Linked DNA regions of Callithrix jacchus: region 2 is linked to region 1. The links are chromatin contacts, called in public Hi-C maps. All regions are on one chromosome and are shown on one strand. Each heading gives the region's core, a stretch centred on a gene start, on an enhancer-like site or on the middle of the called end of the contact. The rest is flanking DNA. Distances are from core to core; before and after follow the strand shown.

Region 1 (5,463 bases), core at 1,349-3,848:
CCCTTGTTTAGCTGATGGTCATTTCTGGGATTGGAATATTTAATATGCCCAATGCTAAATTGATAGGTAATTTAAAATATTGACACCAGATTTTCCAAACAGTTGGCAAGTTGTTTATTTTACATTATTTCTTCCAGGACCTACTTGCTCAGATCTCCAAGCAAGCATTTCTTTTCTTTTAGGGATGTCTGAAAGTCATATCCAGTAACTTTACTGTGTTCTTTCTAATGAAAAATAAAGGTTTTATATAGTGAAACTTAAGTAATTTTTACATTTCTAGGATATTAAATCCTATTTCAATTCTGTGTAAACATTAAAGACAGCACACTTGGAAAAGTATGGTCAAAGGAAAAAAAATCGTATGCTGCCATTAACAACCCGCATGGACATTTGATCAGCCTTTACTTGGAATAATACTCATATTTGCTATGAATCCTTTTAAAAAAATATTTGGATAAATGCTGGTGAATTTCCAAGAACTACCAAGAAAATACAAAAGATACCCAGTGCTTGATATATGAGGTCTACTAATAATGATGTTTCTCTTTAATTGATGTTTTGTTTTAAAAGTTAAAAGTAGTTCTTCATCCAGAGTTAAGTGCTTTAGAATTTACAAGGTGCATACGTGTTTTGCTTGAATTAATCCCGACAGCCCCTGTGAGGAAATTTTTTAGAGATGAAGAACTAAGGCACAGATTAAAGGACTTGGCTGTGTTGAGTCCTGTTATAGGACGTTCTTCCCTCGTCCATGAGACAGGTGTCACACAGAATTGGGGATGGCAGTGTTTATTTTGTAGGCATAAGGGTTTTTTAAACCCTTAACACTGGTAAGGGCTTAAAAGTAAATGTGTATGTTCATATTACTGAAGAGAGTTCTTAATTGCTAATTGACAAAAGTATGTATGAGCAATTTCAGTTAGGGAGTCTTCTCCCTTGATTTTGTTCTTTTCATGTCAATTTTCATAAAACTAATTTGCAAACTCAATCAGGGACTAAAATTTCCCATTGAAAATGTTAAACATTTTAGATAACTGTGAAAATAGTTTATTTTTATTCCTTGCCAATCTGGGAATATGCCTTTTGTGTGTGTGTGTGTATGTGTGTGTGTGTGTGTGTGTTTGTGTTTTTAAGTGCTGTATTAATACTTTCTGAAAGAAAAGGACACTTATCCCAAAATTTCAATCTGAAATGTCTTACATTAAGAATATCTTGAATGTTGTGTATATATTTTAAAAAGCACTTTGCAAAATAGTTTGTACATTTATTTCCTAATTTATACATGATTTTTGGTGTTAATATATTTAATGATTAATAACAGAATGTTTATTTAATGTGTTGTCCATTTTTATGTAATATTGTGGGGGAAAGTGATGCCAGCAATTCCTTTTCATTAACTTATTATATCTTCTGTCCTATGAATGTTGAGAAAAGCTTAGGCTAACATGAATTATTCGTGAAGTGTGGTTGATGGTGCTGTTTTTTTCTGACTACTTCTATGGAAGGCCAATGAAGAAGCAAAGGACGACGTGAAAATTGATGCTCATTCTTCTTCCTGTCGTTCCCTGACTTCCAGCAAATTGTGAATTTGAAAAATAATGGCCACAATTTTCAGAAGTGCTGACAAATTTCATATTGGTATGCAAAAGCTCATCACCCATTAGGGTTTGTTGTTGAATCAACAGTATATAGCATATTAAAACAGTACATCAGAACTCAGGCCCAGAGTCTTTATGAATGGGATTAACGTGGACAAGATCTCCTAAGATCTGAAAAGAAACGTGAATATGCTCATCTGGTTGGAGTTTACCTGAAGCTCTGATTTTGTCAGGGTTTTTCTACATATAGGGGGCACCCCTTCAACACTACAGAGTGGAAGACTGTTTTCCATTTCCATTAAAAAATGTTTAGCCACTTCATTTCTATTTATTGAACAAGTCAAATTTGTCTGGTTTGTGAGTACAGTACATTTGAAAACCATCCTGGATATCGGTTAATTTTTTTTCAGTCGGAGTTTGACACATAAATTATGGTTTTGGTGTAATCTCTTAATAAACTGGTTCTTCAAAAATTATCCTATAAAGTTAGTTTTCATGAAGGTAATGGGATTTTGGTGTGACTTACTCTGCAAACATTACCAGGACCCGGCAGATTGTCAGCTCGGTTCCTGGGCAGAGTCCCCGTGGGTCCGCGCCGGATTCCCCGCAGCCGGAAGGCGGAGCCAGGGAAAGGGCGGTGAGGACGGCGCCCCGGGACTGCCCTGCGGTCCCCACTGCCTGCTCTGTGTTGCCCCATAGCTTCCTCGTGCAAAAGCGGTGTCCTCATCGGGCCCGGGAGGTTTCACGGACGACAGCAGCGCCAGACTGGTCGGAGGAGCTGGGTGGCCCTGGGTACTGGGAGGGGCGGCTGTCCCAGGGCTCCGGCAGCGAGGGCGCCGGCGAGAAGCGCGGCTACAGCTGAGCGCTCTGCTGCCCTCCCGCTATTCCTCTTGGCGCCCGCTCACGGGGACAAAGTCCTCTCCGGGGTCCGCCGGCTCCTCTTCCGCAGCTGCGCACTTGGGAAGCGCGGGGCAGCCGGGGCCTAGAGGCACCGGAAGGGGTCGGCCGCCTGCGATGCCCCGGAAGTGACGCGCTCTCCCGAGCAGGTGAGGGCGCGGTGGACGCGGGGCCCCGGGGGCGGACGTGGCTTGGGCGTGAGGAGGGGCCTCGGCTTGGACCGCGGGGCACCGGGGCGCTGGGAGCGGGAGAGGCCCGGCCTAGGAGCCGAGAGGACTGGAGCGCTGCCGGTCTGCGAACCCGGGCGGTGGGGAGCGGCGCCGTGCTCCCCGGTCCTTCTCCGCTCCGCTCTCCCGCAGAACCGCGTTTTGGGGTCGGAGGTGCTGTCGGCCACCCGGGTGCTGCTGTCACAGGGATGGGTGCCGCGTGTGAATTCCGAGGCAAGTTGTTTAGGAATTTGCCTTGATCCAGGGCTGTAAGTACTAAACATTTTCCTCTGGAATGTTAAAGTGATGATTGGTCGTGTACACTCGCACGGGACAACATAAATATGTGTGCATTTGGGTGATAAAAAGTTGTGTATTGTAAACGCGCCTCCGGGAGGCGCGTTTCCAGAGAGTTCACTGTCTGCGGGTGGCTTTTGCCCAGTGAGACGGGGTTGTCCGTTCTGTTCCCGTTTTACGTTCTCGTAGCTCTAGATACCGAGGAATGGTGTTCACACAGACCTGTGGATGGGAATCGGAGGGGCTTGTTGGGCAGTGTCGCTGGAGAATACCTTTTGTAAAGGGGAGGACCCACTGTGAAAGGGGGACGGGAAAGTAGAAGTCAGTTGTTTTAAACACAAGTTCCTCCTCAGGCAGTTCTGTTTTAGCAGAGAGAACATAGCAAAAGTTGAGGAGCAGAAAATGGATTCCTTTGAAATTATCCTGGCCTTAGTCCTCTGGGAAGTCTATGTTTATTCGAATCTCAGTGGGAAGACTCCTGCCGTAAAATTCAGGTGTCACCAACAGCTGGGGGCCAGAGGACACTGTCACTTTGGGCAAGTGATTTAGCCTCTCTGACTTTCAGCCTCCTCTGCTTTAGATGGGCATAAAAAGTGTAAAGTGAAGAGTCAGTGCCGGGCGGGTGTCTCACGCCTGTAATCTCACTGGGAGACCGAGGCAGGTGGATCATCCTGACGTCGAGAGTTCAAGACCAGCCTGGCCAACATGATGAAACCCTGTCTCTATTAAAAATACAAAATTGAGCTGGGCATGGTGGTGGGCATGTGTAATCCCAGGTACTCGGGAGGCTGAGGCGGGTGGATCAACCTCGCCTCCATGAGGCGGAGGTTGCAGTGAGCTGAGATCCTGCCAGTGCACTCCAGCCTGGGCAACTCGAGCAAAACTCCCTCCCCCCCAAAATATGTATATACACATACACACACACAAATTAGCTGAGTGTGGTGGTGGGTGCCTGTAATCCCAGCTTCTTGGGAGGCTGAGGCACGAGAATTGCTTGAACCCAGGAGGCAAAGGTTGCAGGGAGGTGAGATCCTGCCACTGCACTCCAGCCTGAGCAACAGAGTGAGACTCTTGTCTAAAAAAAGCCCTGTCTGTGCTGAGGGCAGTGTTCTCATCTGTACTGTCCCATATGGTACCCACTGTTGACATGTGGCTATGAGCACTTAGATGTGGCCTGAGGGACTGAGTTTTCACATTTTACTTAATTTTAGCCTAATGGCCCCATGTGGCCTGTGGATACTATACTGGACAGCTCAAGGACAGCCTTGTTAGAAGGAATAAAGACACGGAAGAGCAGCGTGAAACAGTGGAATTTGTTCATCTGGCAAGGGAGGGCAACATCAGGTCTCCAAAGAGAAATTGAAAGGGCAAAAAGGAGGAAGCAGATGAGGCGAGATTCCGAGTTCAGGTCTCTGGTTGGCTTTGCAGCCTTCTCTGCAGTTCATCTCCTTCAGGTTCCGTGTCACCAGCATCAGGAAGCCTGGGTTCCAGAATATCCGGGCTGGGTGGTGCAGCGTTCCAGCAGGCTGAGCGGTGACTGTGCTTGTCTTGATGAGCCCGGGTTGTGTTTTTTCCCCAACCTGCTTTCATGCTCCACCCCTGACCCTTCCCATCTGATAGCTCTTGGGTGAGTCTGCCTCAGTTTCCCCAACTTTAAAATAAGGATGAAGTATTTTCTTCACAGAGTTTTATGAGGACTGAATGAGTTAATCCCTGAAAAATACTTAGAACAGTACTTTGCAAGTAGAGAGGTGGAGTTTTGAAGGTCTATTGTGAAATTATTTTCAGGTACTTTTTGTGTTTGGCACTACCATAAATGGGTGTTTTTCTTAATTTTAATATACAGTTGTTTGCAGCTGAAAGTTAAAAATACAACTTTTTTTTTTTTTTTTTTTTTTAGATAGAGTCTCGCTCTGTTGCTCAGGCTGTAGTGCAGTGGTACAATCTTAGCTCAGCGAGCCTCCACCTCCCGAGTTCAAGCCTCAGCCTCCTGAGTAGCCAGGACTACAGGCATATGCCACCACGCCTGGCTAATTTTTGTATTTTTAGTTGAGACGGGGTTTCACCATTTTGGCCAGGCCGATCTGGAACTCGACCTAATGATCCACCTGTTTGGCCTCCCAAACTGCTGGGATTACAGTCGTGAGCCACCGCGCCTGGCCGGGAGTGTTCTTTTATAACAAATTTAACTTCTTGAGTACATACAGGGCTATTTTAGATTGTTTATTCTTGTGTTTCTTTAATAAGTTGCATTTTTCAAGAAATTTGTTTATTTTACGTAAGTTGAGTCGTGATTGAATTTGCTGGCATGAAGTTGTTACTAGTGTTCTCTCCTCCTTTTTCTTTCTGTAAGGTGTGTTGAAAATAATCCTTTTAACATTCCTGGCAGTGGAGATTTGTGCTCTCCAGGTTTCCTGACCAGGCTAGCTAGAGCTGTGTTAGAGCGTGGCTTTTCAGCGAGCCTGTTT
Region 2 (5,463 bases), core at 967-3,466, 98 kb after region 1:
GTGGACCTAGAAGGGACAGCAGTTTATGATGAGGTGGCAGTCACCTTGATCCCCCCCCGTGGAACTCAGCCCAGGGAGCAGCTGGATGTCAGTTTCCAGAAATGGGCAGGGGCGCCGAGGCCGGCACTTGCTGTCCTCAGTGAGCGCGTGTAAGGCGTGTTTTGCTTTTCTGGTTTTTCATCCTAAATTAAGGGTGTCTCATCCTTGGAGAAATAGAGTTGTCCCCAGGCCGTCTGCTAGGTGAGGCCTGGCCCAGTTCCCTGTGCCCGTGTGCTGGCTCTGTAGGGTCTTGGGCCTGTCAGAGCCACACTTCCAGGGGGTCTGTGGTTGCGGTGGACTCTTCCCAGCAAGAGGCCAAAAGAAAGAGAACGGAGCCTGGCACTATTTGGCTCCATCCCTTTTGGAATCAGGAGCTCTGGTGGCTGCTCTGCACAGGTCTCGGGGTTGCTTTTGATGAAAAAAGGCAGGTGGGGAAGCAAAGACCCAGCAGTGTTGACAGCCCTGTTGATAGAAAAGCACTGAAGGACACGTGCACATTCAGTGTGTTTCAGACCGGCAGTGGGCGCAGGCAGCTTTTCACCTTAAAAAGCTCCCTTTCTTCGCCCCCTCCCACCTCCCGCAGCCCCGTGGGCCATCTGTCCGTTGGGTTTCCGGCCCTTCATTTTCCTTTCCTTGGTGTGTTTCAGGGCTAGGAATGGTCCCAGAATGCAAATTTTCACCTTTGCGTTTATGTCCAGAGATGTCCCAAAAGGCATAAGAAGACGTGCCTGAGGGGAATTTATTCCAGGGGCAAAATTAAGGTGCTGCATGTTTAGACAAATGGTTTGTGATGACTAAAACTTGGCTTTACAAATCTCATTTAATTATAGCAAAAAGAAGCTCTTTATGATCTATGGCAAGTGGACGGAATGTTTGTGGGGCATAGATCACGCTTCGTATGAATCCTTCAAGAAGCAGGAGAGGAGAGGCGACCACCTGAGGAAGGCCAAGCCGGTAAGGGCTGGGGCGCCCCGGGAGAACTGTGCCCTGGGTGCTGAGGGCTGTCAGGTGCTGCGGCCCTTAGCTTACCTGTCGGGGGCCCAGGGAGCCTTTGGCCCCCACCAGGAGAGATGAACATGCAGAATTTGTCCAGATTAACTGCGTGTTGTTGTGGGTTCTAGTATTGGTGGGGAGTTTATCTGTATTTCTTTCTGTTTTTTTTTCCAGCCTCTAGTTACCAGGCTCAAGTGATCCTCCCTCCTTAGCCTCCTAAGTGGCGAGGACTGTAGGTGTGCACCACCACGCCTGGCTAAATTTTATTTTTATTTTTTCATAACGTTGGGGTCTTGCTATGTCTCATAGGCTAGTCTTGAACTCCTGGGCTCAAGCAGTTCTCCCGCCTCAACCTGCCAAAATACTGGGATCACAGGCATGAGCCACAACACCCAGCCGATATATCTATATTTCAGTTGCACAGAGGCTGCTGCTATAAACGGTGGGCACCGGTGCCCTGGAGTCATAGTCCCCTGCCCCCATGGCTAGAAGTACCTGAGGGAACCTCATGCAAGGCTGTTACTTTTCTGGAAGCTCCAACTTCTGGGTCCTTCTTAGTAAATCTCGCTTTCTTCAAATTAACTTAGATATGTTTAAAAAATAAAGTGAAATTCAATTTTCTGTTTTTAGTTGTGAGTACCAGATAATATATTCAACAGCCAGAAAGTATTGGCAAGGTTTTCCCCAAGAGCTTTGGTGTACTGATTACCTTAAGACTGGTTGTTCTTGAGCTTAAAAATAAGTGATAGTTCAAAAGAGGTGTCACACTTTCTACGTAGTGAATTGGAACACACCAAACCTGAATCGTTCACTATTTCACGAAAACATTCAGCCTCCTCCAGGATCCTAAGTGTTTTTACATTGTAGTATTTGATGTGTGCCGGTAGACACCTTTTCTAATCCTTTTTTATTTAAAAAGGTGAAATTCTGCTTACAGACTCCACAGGCCTGGAAGGGTAAACCCATTTAGCGATGTCTTTTGATGCTTTCCTGCTCCTGGAGGTGACCTAGAAACAGGAGTGTTTTCTGTGAATGCTTGTCCTTGAACCTCGGCTCTCCCTCACCCGGCCTCAGGCCAAGTGGCCCACAGCCAGTGTAACACAGCCCCACTGATGCAGGAAGCCCAGGGCTTGACTCCCTTGTTTTCAGTAGTCTCCCTGAACAGCAGCATCTGGTAACCATTCTCTTCCTTTTGAAAAGCAACGTGGCAGGTTTTGTCTTCTCATTAGGGTGTGCTGTACAGTGGGTTCTGTCTGAGATGCCGAGAGATCCTGAAACCCCCACACGAGTCACTTCTTGATGGAGGACAAAACTGCCCCATCTAGGAAGGCTCTCAGTCCCAGAGCCTGCCTTCTGGAGAGGCGCCATGAGCGTGAATGAACGTGTTATGTGGAAGGCATCGCCCATACAGCAATGCTCAGACTCCATAGAGCGCCCTTTCACATGCCTGCTTCTCCCCAAAGGAAACACGCCCTGTTACCGACTTGTCATCTTCTGAGTGTCAGAGTAGACAGCATGTCCCCATGAAGGGAGCGTGAGCTGCTTTAGGGACTGGGGCCCGGCTCCTCTCCGAATAGTGACAGACAGGGGATAGACTAGGGAGGAAATTCGATTTTCTCCTTAGTTTAAGAAAAAAAAGGCTGGGCGTGGTGGCTCATGCCTGTAATTGCAGCACTTTTGGAGGCCGAGGTGAGTGGATTGCCTGAGATCAGGAGTTCAAGACCAGCCTGGCCAACATAGTAAAACCCTATCTCTACGAAAAATACAAAAAATTAGCTGGGAGTGGTGGCGAGTGCTTGTAATCCCAGCTACTCAGGAGGCTGAGGCAGGAGAATCGCTTGAACTTGGGAGGTGGAGGTTGCAGTGAGCCTAGGTCTCGCCATTGCACTCCAGCCTGGGCCACAAGAGTGAAATTCTGTCTCAAAAAAAAAAAAAGGAAAAAAAAGGCCAAGGCCGCCTGGCTGTGCTCAGGCATGGTGACTGGTCTGAAAAGCACTCTGAGAATACCTGTCCTCCCAGCCAAAGGTGGCCTGGCCCCGGGTGGCCACACAGCAGGGTTCTGTGTTTCAGGAGGACAGCTCCAGGAAGGCTGAGAGTGATGTGGCTGACGACGTGCCTGTAGCCCAGGAGACCGTGCAGGTCATCCCTGGCAGCAAGCTGCTCTGGAGGATCAACACGCGGCCCCCCAACTCTGCCCAGGTCTGTGCCCCTCTGTGGCCTGACGCCTCTGCCTGCCCAGGTCAGACCTGCCTTGAGACATCCCAGGCCAGCCCCTCTGCTCTTCCCTGTCCTTGGGCCCTTGTCTGCCACCTCGCCTGAGCCTGTTGTCCCTGAGCAGATGGAGGGGCCTTCGCCAGTGGGGTGGGCCTCTGCTCTCCCTGGAGCTGCATCCCGGCCTGTGCCTACCTGCTGGTCTCGAAGCCTGCTGTTGGGATCAACACCGCTGCTCCGCAGGACGTGCAGGTCGAGGTACCGACGCACGCTCAGCTGTGTGTCAGAGCCGCCTGCGGGGCACACACGTGCTCTTCCCAGGAACATCAGACAGGCACATGGCCATTGCCTGTCAAGGCCTGCACTGAGTGTGTCTTACCACAGAGGCCTCCAGACCTGCCCTGGGAAATTGTTTTCTAACTTGTCAGTTCACGTGCTTAAATACATTGTGATATTTATTTTTGAAAATTACACTGATAATTTTATTAAATATATGGTAAATGACATGTCTTACATATATATAACAAAATAATTGATATGTGGTTTATGATAAATATAACCAAATTAATATCTTGATATCTTTTATAAATTCTTATTTATATACAAAATATATGCAACTTAAAAAGTTTTGTATGTCCCATAAACAGAGCAGAACATGTAAAATACAGAAAAGGAGCAAAATCTTCACCTCTGAGCACATTGCCTCAACAGTCACTGTCATTATTTGAGTACAGCATGAACGGGTCTAACAGTGCTGTTTTCTTTTTTAATAGAGGCAGAGTGTCACTCTGTCACCCAGGCTGCAGTGCAGTGGCGGGATCTCACTGCAGTCTCCAGCTGCTGGGCTCAAGTGATCCTCCTGCCTCAGGCTCCTGAGTAGCTAGGACCACAGGCATGTGCCACCATACCAGACTAATTTTCTATTTTTTGTAGAGAGGAGGTCTTCCTATGTTTCCCACGCTGGTCTCGAACTTCTGGCCTCAAGCAGCCTTCCTGCCTTGGCCTCCTGAGTTGCTGGGATCACAGGCATGAGACACTGTGGCCTGCCAATGATACTATTGGTATTTTGGATTTTTTTTTCCATGGAAATCTCTTTCAAGATAACTTGTGCTTCCAGCCTTTGGCTCAGCATATGTGTTGAGTCCACCTGCCTGCCAGGCACTGTGGGCCTGGGCACAAGGACCAGGCGGACGAGGCCCCAGCAGGGAGGCAGGGCAGGTGGTGGACTCATGCTTGAGAACCCAGTGGTGCCTTAGGTGCCAGTGAGGGCATCTGAGTGCTGTGGCTTTGGTCATGGAGTGGGGGTTGTCCAGTGATTGCATTTGGGCAGAGGGGGCAGCCAGGGCAGAACCCCCTGGAGTAGACTAGTGTGTGAGGGCCAGAAGGCCTAAGGGAGCCATGGGGATGAGGGTGGAAGGGTGCAGGGGTCCCCAGATGACTTCAGCTTTTGCTCTGAATGACATGGGACACCATGGAAGTCATTTAAGCAGGGGGTGACGGTTGATGTTTCCTGTGGCCCTTCTGGCTGTTTGAGATGCCGTAGGGGCAACAGAAGAGGGAGGACACGGGTGGCAGCTGGAGGGCCTGGCTGTGGCGGGAGGACCTGAGAGGTCCCAGGGCCATGAGGGATGCAGACCGTGGGTGCAGAGTGCTGCAGCAGGCCTTCCTGGGTGTGCTGTCCAAGAGGCACTGAGCAGACAGAGCTGCAAGCCAGAAGCGAGGCAGAGCAAGGCTCAGGGCATCCTGGGCACGGGGTGACTGTCATACCCTAAGCATTTCAGTTTTTGACATGACAGGTTAACTTGCTCCCAGGGCTGAGGCTTTGGCAGCTGGAGAGTAGAGAGGAGGGACCGCGGGCAGGTGTGGTGAGGGCAGGGAAGGAGCAGGTGCAAGCTGAGAGTTTAGCAGTGGGAGACAGGTGGCCTTGGCCAGAGTGTTTCCAGCAAGCTGGTGACAAATCTGTCGATGACATTGTGATGACAGAAAAAGAAACGTGTGTGTTTTGCTGTCACACCTCAGACTGCAAACGTTACAGGTGCAGCACAAGATAAGTGCTTAGTGAAGATGGCAGAGGCATTACATTTGTGCGACAGCTCGAGCGGAAGTGGGTTCTGGACGTGGCAGTCAGGTAGCACCTGCAGGGTTTCCAGGGCCCACTGGGGGTCTCGGAGCATGGTCTGTGGCTCAGCGGCCCTGCTGAGGCCGCGTCCCTGTGTCTGC

What was found. A called contact is a pair of places that touch in the nucleus more often than the background predicts.
Region 2: a contact with region 1 is called in a Hi-C map of induced pluripotent stem cells, with 2.1 times the contacts expected there. The contact joins the enhancer-like site here to the promoter of MTG2 in region 1. A contact is called at or near these places in 2 of 3 Hi-C or Micro-C datasets (induced pluripotent stem cells and skeletal muscle).

The regions. Positions count from the first base shown.
Region 1 is chr5:57,742,607-57,748,069 of calJac240_pri, forward strand. It overlaps MTG2 (mitochondrial ribosome associated GTPase 2), which reads left to right and starts at 2,599. Exons shown (of 8, transcript XM_078372058.1): 1 at 2,599-2,641. SS18L1 (SS18L1 subunit of BAF chromatin remodeling complex) reads left to right here. Exons shown (of 12, transcript XM_035299101.2): 12 at 1-2,068.
Region 2 is chr5:57,840,690-57,846,152 of calJac240_pri, forward strand. It overlaps OSBPL2 (oxysterol binding protein like 2), which reads left to right. Exons shown (of 15, transcript XM_035299110.3): 11 at 870-993; 12 at 3,103-3,231. Among named protein-coding and RNA genes, the nearest start is that of ADRM1, 16 kb to the right of the region's middle. Within about 2 kb of position 2,217, at least 2 of the 16 cell types and tissues checked have an H3K27ac peak or open chromatin away from gene starts, as enhancers often do.